Linked DNA regions of Hordeum vulgare: regions 1 and 3 are each linked to region 2. Evidence: chromatin contacts called from public Hi-C data. All regions are on one chromosome and are shown on one strand. Each heading gives the region's core, a stretch centred on a gene start, on an enhancer-like site or on the middle of the called end of the contact. The rest is flanking DNA. Distances are from core to core; before and after follow the strand shown. Region 1 has its middle 87 kb from the start of LOC123401776. Region 2 has its middle 170 kb from the start of LOC123403208. Region 3 has its middle 100 kb from the start of LOC123406045.

The links. Hi-C and Micro-C count contacts between places; a contact is called where the count stands out from the background.
Region 1: a Hi-C map of leaf shows a contact between it and region 2, with 7 times the contacts expected there. The contact joins two enhancer-like sites. A contact is called at or near these places in 2 of 6 Hi-C or Micro-C datasets (leaf and seedling).
Region 3: a Hi-C map of seedling shows a contact between it and region 2, with 6 times the contacts expected there. The contact joins two enhancer-like sites. A contact is called at or near these places in 3 of 6 Hi-C or Micro-C datasets (leaf and seedling).

The regions. Positions count from the first base shown.
Region 1 is chr6H:400,301,506-400,304,760 of MorexV3_pseudomolecules_assembly, forward strand. No RefSeq gene overlaps it. Among protein-coding and RNA genes, the nearest start is that of LOC123401776, 87 kb to the right of the region's middle. Within about 2 kb of position 1,421, at least 2 of the 3 cell types and tissues checked have open chromatin away from gene starts, as enhancers often do. A contact at or near this core is called in leaf, where this site is marked.
Region 2 is chr6H:399,736,131-399,739,049 of MorexV3_pseudomolecules_assembly, forward strand. No RefSeq gene overlaps it. Among protein-coding and RNA genes, the nearest start is that of LOC123403208, 170 kb to the right of the region's middle. Within about 2 kb of position 1,656, at least 3 of the 3 cell types and tissues checked have open chromatin away from gene starts, as enhancers often do. A contact at or near this core is called in leaf and seedling, where this site is marked.
Region 3 is chr6H:399,044,953-399,048,218 of MorexV3_pseudomolecules_assembly, forward strand. No RefSeq gene overlaps it. Among protein-coding and RNA genes, the nearest start is that of LOC123406045, 100 kb to the left of the region's middle. Within about 2 kb of position 1,284, at least 3 of the 3 cell types and tissues checked have open chromatin away from gene starts, as enhancers often do. A contact at or near this core is called in leaf and seedling, where this site is marked.

The DNA.
Region 1 (3,255 bases), core at 171-2,670, 570 kb after region 2:
CTCTCTACAAAAACCGGGTGCACCCTCTGTAGTATCGATGATGCTTGACCGCCGCACTCTACAACACCGGCAGCAACAAGGCAAGCATGTGGCGCTGCAGGTCCACAGAGGTGTTGCTGTTCGTTAGTTGCTAGAGTTTGTTCCCCGCCGCGGCAGCAGCTCCATCGATCGCGTTGGAGAGGGCTCAAGTATGGGGGAGAGGGGGGGTCGATGCAGGTGTTGTTGGCCATTGGCTGCTGGAGTTCGCCCCAGCTGTAGCAACAGCAGATCCGTCGATTGAGGGGGAGAGGGCACCGTCTCGGGAAGGTGAGAAGTGGGTTGTTGATTGAATTTTGATGGCGAGAGGAGAAGAGTGATGTGGGACTCTGCAGATCGTAAGGAAGAAGGCGACTCACTAGGCTGAGACGATAAGGTGGATGGGCAGTGTGGTGGGTTCCATGTAGAATGCGTGGCATGCGGCGAGCAAGGCTTATCTCTCCAAAGATGAGTCGGTTGAAATTGATCGTTTTCCTTAATTTTTCTTTTCTTTTATTTTATTTGTTATCTTTTATAAACTAAGCTCATGTTCCAAAATTGTTCTTAAATTTTGAAAAATGTTCTTGCTTTAAAAATATTTTAAATTTCAAAAATTGTCGCTGTTCAGAAACTGTTCATAAAATCAAAAAATGTTCTGAACTTTCCAAAATGCTGTTATTTTGTAAAAAACAAATTGCGAACGCTTTTTGGCATTAAAATATGTTCCCAATTTTCAAATTTATTCCTAATTGCACAGAATGTTAACGTTTTTATGTTTCCGGAGTTTCAAAAGATGTCCCAGTTTCATAATTGTTCACAAGTTTCAAAAAATGTTCGTCTTTTTAAATTTTGTGTAGGATTTTCAAGATATGTTCGTGTCTCCACATATTTTTAAAATCATGAACCATTTTCCCTAATTCCAAAATAAAATTGGGAAACGAACATATTTTGAAATTTCTAAACAAGATTTTTAAAAACATGAAAAAGTTGAAATCTGAACAATTTATTAAATTTTACGAAATATTTGAAAAACATAAACATTTTGTAAAAATGGTACGTTTAATAAAAATATATTTAATATTAGTTTTTAAATTCATGAGCATTATTTGAAATTCTTGGACATTTTATGAAAACGATTACTTTTGGAAAACTAACTAAATCTGAAATATAGTTGTAATTTCCAAAATAAAAAATAGGAAAAAAAGAACAAGGCAAGAAAAAATAAAAAGAAAGGTAAACAGAAAAGGAAAAAAACAATTCACGAACCATCTTGAAGGTTCCCAAAATCGATAAAACCGAATGGGAATTTCTGGAAGGTTTCTAAAACCGGAAGCACTGCTACATTTTAACGGACTCGCCCAGCTTTAGCTCTGGACCGCCAGCCCTGTGCCGTATCTCGACAGTTTGACGCAAAGAGCGCTCCATAGAAGCTACCGCTCCATCATTTTTGGAACTGAACCTTTTAAACAGGGGAGCGCCTATTCAGCGCCGCCGAATCAAACCTGCGCTGACAACGGATCCGGGTTGGCCGGCCCATGAATACGCAGATGCATCGAAAAAACCCTAGAAAATTTTATTGCATGGTGAACTCGAACTCAAGCCGCTGCGTTGCTGCGGGTGCTTTCTAACCAATAGAGCCACCTTATAATACTGATCTATATTACCGCGAGACGTTCAAGGACAATTACAGCCGTACCGGTCCAAAATTTAGAAGTTCATATATTAAAAGGAAAGTTTATGATTTTTTCAAAAAGAAAAGGTTCAAGTATTGAAAAAAGATCACAAGAGTTGAAAAAATTTCACCAATTCGAGAAAAATATCATAAATTTGAAAAAGTTCACGGAATTTGAAATAGTCCACTAATTTTAGAAAAGTTCACGAGTTTGAAAAAAGTGCACAGATTGAAAAAATTCATGAAAAATTTGAAAAAGTTTACAAAATTCAAATTAGTTCAGGAAAATTAAAAAAATCACCAATTTTGCAAAAAGTTCATCGATTTCCATGAAAAGTTCACGAATTTTGAAAAATTACAATGATTTTAATAAATGTTCATCGAATTTTAAAAAGAATTCAATGGTTTTTTAAAAAGGTCAACTGATTTGAATTTTTTTTATGAAAATCCTGTTATTTTTTCACAGCATTATTAAAAAATAAAAGGAAAAGCAAAACGACTAAGGCAAATGAAAAAAGAAAAAAGTAAAGATAATACAAAACTGGAAAGAAATTGGCACGGAGTTGAAGTTGGTGTGGTGGTTTTTATGTGTTTTGCCAAACCCCTCCGTAGCAGGATCGAATCCTGTCGTACGCACTCGATAGTTATGTTGTTTTGCAGGTATTACACAGATAAGAAAGCTAGTTGGGACGGCCCAGCGCTGGGGGCTGCAAGCGTCCGTTTGCAAAATTACACCAGAACGGACACATGTGACGCCAAATAGAATTTGCAGGGAGCTCCTACGATTCCCTCGGGCAGATAGGGTGGTCGACCCAGTTCTTTTTTTTCGGTTGCTTTTTTTTATTTTTTTATTTTTTTATTTCCTTTTTATCTTTTTGGTTTGTTTTTTATTTCTTTTAAATATTTATATGAAAATAGAGAAATGTTGAATTTTTTAAAACATGAACTTTTTTTACAATAGAGAACAAATTGGAATACCCGAACAAATTTTGAAAGCATGAACATTTTCTGAATCTTCATAACAAATTTTATAACCGAAAACAATTTTGAAAATCGTGAACAAACTTGGAAGTGTGAATAATTTTAAAGCACACACATTTTTAAATCATGAGAACAGAATATTGAAACAAAGAACAATTTTGAAAAATCCCGAACAAATTTTAAAGCACGAACAATTTGTAAAGAACAAACATTTTTTGAATATTGAGAACAAATTTTGAGAAGACCTAAAGAAATTGGGAAGCGCAAACAATTTTTTAAAGTACGAACATTTTTTTAATTTTGAGCACAAAATTTTGGAACGGAGAACAATTTTGAAGGCGCAAATAGATTTGGAAGTGCGAACAATTTTTTAAAGCACAAACATTTTTGAATGTTGAGAACAAATTTTAAATCGAGAACAATTTTGAAACATCCTAGACAAATTTGAAAGCGAAAACAATTATTTAAAGGACGAATAATTGTTGAATCTTGACAACAAAATATTGAAATAAAGAACAATTTTGAATAACCCAAACAAACTTAGAAGCGCGAACAATTTTAAACATTTTTTAAACGAAGAACAAATT
Region 2 (2,919 bases), core at 406-2,905:
ATCCTTTTGCTAAATAAGTTCATGTTCGAAAATTCTTCCTAAATTTCGATTATTTTCTTGCTTTCACAAGAATATTCTAAATTTCAATAATTTTTGTCTTTAAAGAAATCTTCATAAGTTCAAAAAATATTAAATATTTTCAAAAAATGTATTTTTCATTTTTATTACTTTTTTCAGAGGTTCATGTTTCTGAATTATTTAGAATTTTAGAAAATATCATGTATTTAGAAAGTTTTCAATATTTCCAAAAATGGAAGTGTTTTGAAAATTTATTCATAAATTAATAAAATATTTCATTTCAATGAATTGATCACAAATTTTCATTAAATGTTTTTTATTTTCAATTTTTCGCTCAGATCTTAGAAATTTGTTCACGTTTTAAATATGGTTCACCAAATTGAAAATATGTTTGTCATTTAAAAAAAAATTCCCGGATTCATTTTTTTTAAAATTCTAAAAAACTCCCATTTTAATAAACTAATACAAACTTTTGTTAGTTTAAAAATAGTGCACGTTTCCAAATTTGGTTGAGAAAATTGAAAATACGTTCGGCATTTCAAAAAATAACATTTCCAAATTTAGTTCACAAAATTTCAAATATGTTCGTCATTGAAAACAATGTTTCTGTTTTGATAGTTTATCCACAAATTCTAGAAAAATATTAGTATTTTACAAAAAATATTCACGTATCAAAAAATGTTCATGTTTCTAAATTTGGTTGACAAATTGTAAAGACTTTCGTATTCTACAATTATTCACGATTTCAGATTTTGTCCCTATTTAAAAATTTGAAATTGTTTGGAATTGAAAAAATGTTCCTGTTTTCATAATTTGTCCACAAAATAATACATTATTTCCGTTTTGATAACAAATCCAAAAATTGGGCAATTATTTTAATACTTCTTCGTTTTTAAATGTTAGGATGTGCCGCTGGGACGCCCTATGCAGCGCTGCACGTGCTCGTTAACGATCCGTCGTCTGCAGCACTGCTAACTTGGGCCGGCCCAGTAGATTGCTGTCTTGTATTTTTTTATTTTATTTGTTACGAAAAACAAGATAATCAAAAATACTTTACAGATTTAAATAACAAAGTTTCATCCATTTGAAAAAACGTTTATGTCTTTAAAAAAGGATCATCACTTTTGAAAAAGTTCATCAATTTTTTAAAAAATCAATGGAAATTCAAAAAAGTACATCAATTTAGGAAACATTCATTAAATTTTGAAAAATTCATGTTTAAAAAAAAGTTCATTGAACTATAAAGCAGTTCGTAAATCTTCAAAAGTTCATAAATCTTCAAAAACATCATCGATATCCAAAAAAGTTCAGCAATCTTAAAATTTATTCGCTCACATTTCAAAAAAATTCATAGATATTAAATAAGTTCATATAATTTGAAGAAAAAAGCGCCACAAGCGCCTTCGTCGGCCCTTTTCCAATACCATAGGCTCCTGTGGCGCGAAATAGAAAATGTCTCTGCCTCGATAGCTAGTTCTAAAGGTTAGTAGCCACGAGTCGTGAGTTCAAATTCACGCCAAATCAGCTATATTGTGCTGTTTTTTTATCCACCACTGGATGCTCCTGCGTGGGTCGGCCCATGCGAACACTGTCCTGTGTGATAGCCAGCCAGTCTGCCACTAAATGCGGTAGATAGGAGCGTATCTCCTATTCGGCGCCTTCAGCGCCGGCTAGGGACACCGGTGCCGACAGCGCTCCTGCTCATGTGCTGGCCCATGTAAAATTGCGTTTGTCGTTAAATTTTTTGAAAAAGTTCAGATTTACAAAAAAGTTTAATTATTATTAAAAAAACTTCAACGATTTTTGAAACATGTTCATGGATTTTCAAATTTTTTACAGAATTCGAAAAAAATCATCAATTTTGAAAAAAGTTCATCAATTTTTAAAAACAGTTCACTGATTTTGAAAAACGTTCATGTATTTTAAATTATGTTCATTGATTTTCAGAAATGTTCACAAATTTAAAAAAAAAACGTTGATTTTCAAAAAAAATCATTGATTTTTTTCAAAAATCACGGGCTAAAACAATTCACGGTTTACAAATGGTTCATGAATGATCTTTACATGGGCCAGCCATTGCGGAGCGCTGCAGGCGCCGGTTAGCAAATTTTGTCTGCAATCAATGACTGTGGCGCTAAATAGGGTTTTCGAGATAGGAGTTACTAGGGAAATAGCCCCGACGCTTGCACAAATAACGTTTCACTGTTATTGCGAGAATAACGAAATCACTAGTTAGCGAATACTCACAAGTTGTGACAAGTGGCGCACTGCATGCGTGCCACTTGTCGCAACCGGAGGGTTTTCCTTTTTTGGTATATCCATATTTTCAAAACGTTTTATCTCCTAAACCGTGCGTTCAAATCTCGAACCGTTTTCATCGTTGACTTTCTCGCGTCGAGATCTTTAAAACTAGATACCATGTTGATAGGTTTCGATGAACTTTTTTTTATGAAAAAACCGGAAGAAAAAAACCGAAAGAAAAAACCGTGCCTCACGCGATAGAAAAAAACAGAAAACACGCTTTTTTCCCTTTCCGAGAGGCACGGGTCGTCCCTCTCGCGAAGGCAAAACCGTGCCTCTCGCGGAAAAAAAGAGAGACGAAAAAACGAGTTTGTTTTCCTTTTCGGAAGAGGCACGGGCGTGCCTCTCGCAAAGGCATAACCGTGCCTTTTGCGGAAGCAAAACCGTGCCTCTCACAAAAAAAATAGAAAACGCGTTTTTTCCTTTCGTGAGACGCACAGGCCTGCCTCTCGCGAAGGCAAAACCGTGCCTTTCGTGGAAGCAAAACCGTGCCTCTCATAAGAAAAAGAAAACACGTTTTTTCCTTTCCAAAAGGCACGGCTGTGCCTTTCGCAAAGGCAAAACCGTGTCTTTGGTAAAAGCAAAATTGTTCCTCGCGCA
Region 3 (3,266 bases), core at 34-2,533, 690 kb before region 2:
CCATCGCAGCAGCCGACGACCGCTGGCGATGCTTCACTGCAGTGTGCAACCGGCGTGACGGGTTCTATTGCAGCACCCCGACTAAAGTTGTCAGAATCGTGACTCAAGTCTTCAAAATCTTACGATCTTATGATCCAAACTACCCACTACGATTCTACGATTTTGCTTATAGAATCTAAGTTTCTACGATCCTGATAGTTAGGATTATATGATTCGTGACCCTAGCAACAGAGCTCCGATCCGATTCAGAATCGCGATTCTGACAACTTTGATCCCGACAACCTCCAATGAAGCTTCACTGCAGAGCCATCGTCGCGCGGCGGTGCTCCATCGTTGCACTAACCGCCTCATCGAAGCTCCATCGCAGCACCCGAGCCGCCGATGAAGCTTCCCTGCAGCACGGCCACCGACGCATGATGCTTCATTGCATCGCGGCGGGGTGCTGCGGCGAAGCACGCGACGACAGTGTCGAATTGCTGCGACGCAGCACGACGGCGTGGGGTGCCAAGGGATCTTGGTGTGGTGAAGCACCCGGCGGCGATTCCAGACACGGCGGCGGTGGCAGCAGATGGGGCGACGCAACACGGTGATGGTGGCGACAGGAGCACATCTCAGTGCGGTGGCTGCTGCCATGGCTTGCGGTGCTTGGGGATAAGAGAAAGGAAAAAGACGGGGAAGAAATGTGAGCAGAGGAAGGAGATAAGGTTGGGTGGAAAAGCGACGGATGGACCATGCGAGGTGTCGCGTGGGAGAGGAGGCTTACATGAGTTTAAAATCACCCGGTTGATTCTAGTGCTTTTCCTACTTTTTGAGGGACGTCCTATGTGGCGCCTTCAGCGCCGGTGAAGGGAACTAGCGCGTGCGCACTTCTCCTCGTGGGCCGGCCCATGTAGAATGTGTTAATCATTAAACACTTAAAATAAAGTTTATAGAATTTTAAAAAGTCAGATTTGTGAAAAAAGTTCAATGATTATGAAAAAAATTCACTGATTTTTAAAATATGTTCGTGAATTTTCAAAAATTTCACAGAATTTGAAAACAAATCTTCGATTTTCAAAAAAGTTCATCAATTTTTAAGAACAGTTCATTGATTTTTAAAATGTTCACGAATTATAAATTACGTTAACCAATTTTTTTTTTAATATCGATTTTCAAAAAAGTTCACTGACTTCAAAAAAGGTTATCAATTAGGAAAAAAAAATCACAGACTAAACTACAGACAGGATCTCTAGATGGGCCGGCCAATTACGAAGCGCTGCAGGTGCCGGCTAGCAACATTTGCCTGTAACTGGCGCCTGTGGCGCTAAATAGAGTTTGCCAGCTTTTGATCCGTGGAACTTGGGCCGCATTAAACATGCTCGGGTCTGCCGAGCAGGCCGGCAGACTAGCGAGCAAACACATGCGCCTGTGGGACCTAAAATGGGCCGGAGATATTTATTGACTATTGAGTTCGGCCGAAAGAAATTAGGATTTTAGTTTCCATAAAACTGGATTTTTGATTTAGCAGATAAACATAATATTTGGTTTAGAAAATGAGAAATTATACTAAATTAGAAAGAACTTCACTTATTACAAAAAGTTTGCAAAACTAGAAAAAAATAACAGATTTTAAAAAAGATCATGAAAGCAAGAAAACATATTTTTTAAAAATGTTCAAAAAATTAAGAATATGCCTGTACTTTTTATAAATCGACTAGTTTTAGAGAATATGCTTGAATTAATTTGTTTTCACAAAATTATGAAAAGTGCAAAACTAAAAAAACTTCACAGATTTTAAAAAAGATCATGAAAATAGGAAAACATACTTTAAAAAATGTTAAAAAAATTAAGAATATGCCCGTACATTTTTCTAAAAGCTACGATTTTTATAAAACATGCTTTAATTAATTTGCTTTCACAAAATTAAGAAAAGTAACAAATTTATAAAACTGTTCAAGAATATTAAAATATGTAACTGTTTTCTTCAATTGTTCATCAATTATGGACGATAAAAAAACAAAGATACGCAAAAAAAAGGAAAAAAAAAAAACAGAAATAAAGAGCGGAAAAAACGACTCCAACATATTGGTTTCCCTAAGAGTAGTAGTACCAGCCTTTTTGTAACATAAAGGGTAGTACTGATTCTTTCCTTCAATTATACACTAAGCTCACAAAACATGTGATTATATGAGTAAATGAGGAAATATTGTATACATCATGGGTATACATTAGAGTGGATAATTGAACTTCATGCATTTAAATGAACAACTTTGCTTTAGGGTACAAGGCCAACCCATGTAAATATTTCTTTTCAAAAGTCCCAACATATTGGTTTGTCATTTTCAATCGCCCTGTCCAATTACCCTCTGCGGGACCAATTGAGGTCCCAAGGCCATTGTTACACATGTTAAAACAAGCATAGTAAGGATTTTATAGCTTACTTAAATAGTATTTTATACTCATATGCAGGCGAAATTAATAGCCATGCTCTTACATGGGTTTCTTTTTTTGCGAACCCTCATGTGAGCTATGATTGGATGTCCCGTGTCTTGACTGGTCATTTTGTAATGAAGTCATTTGATTACTTTTAGTACAAACCAAGGGTTCTATTGTAGAACACATGTCCATATCAAATTTCAAAAATAATAGTCACAATGATGACACGACTAGTCCACATCCCAACATAAGTCACACGAACTCTTCTATGAGGACCATGCTAGGAGAACACCATGCCCTAGACATATTACGTATTTGTATTTATTTCTTTTGTATCCCTAAAAAATATTTCTTTTTGTGTGATTCTCAATATATATTGTGTGTGTGTGTGTGGTGTAGGGTGGGAGAGATGGGAGAGAGAGAGAGAGGCATGATGTGTGAAAGTGCACATATCACCGTAATACCGTTTCCAGAAGTATTTACAAATATTATAGCAACCATGAGGAAAGAAGTTTAGTTTTTCCTTATCAATACAACTAGAGTCATCGTAGTTTCTAATCATGTTCACACCCAAACCGCAGCTTGAAAATAGCGCACTTGCTGCCATCGTAGATCGGAGCGCGAATACTATAGGTCAACTAAACTAGTAACAAAAGCTAAGAGCATGAATTAAATAGATCAAACTATGTGATGCTCGAGTAATAACGGCTTCCTAGTGTGGGGTAACAAGTTCTCATCGATTAACTAATAAGATAGTGTCGAGGACGAAGTCTATACTAGGCATGCCACGATACCTCTTTGACACACTCATCACACCACTACCATTGGACTTGACATTCCTTAGGTATATG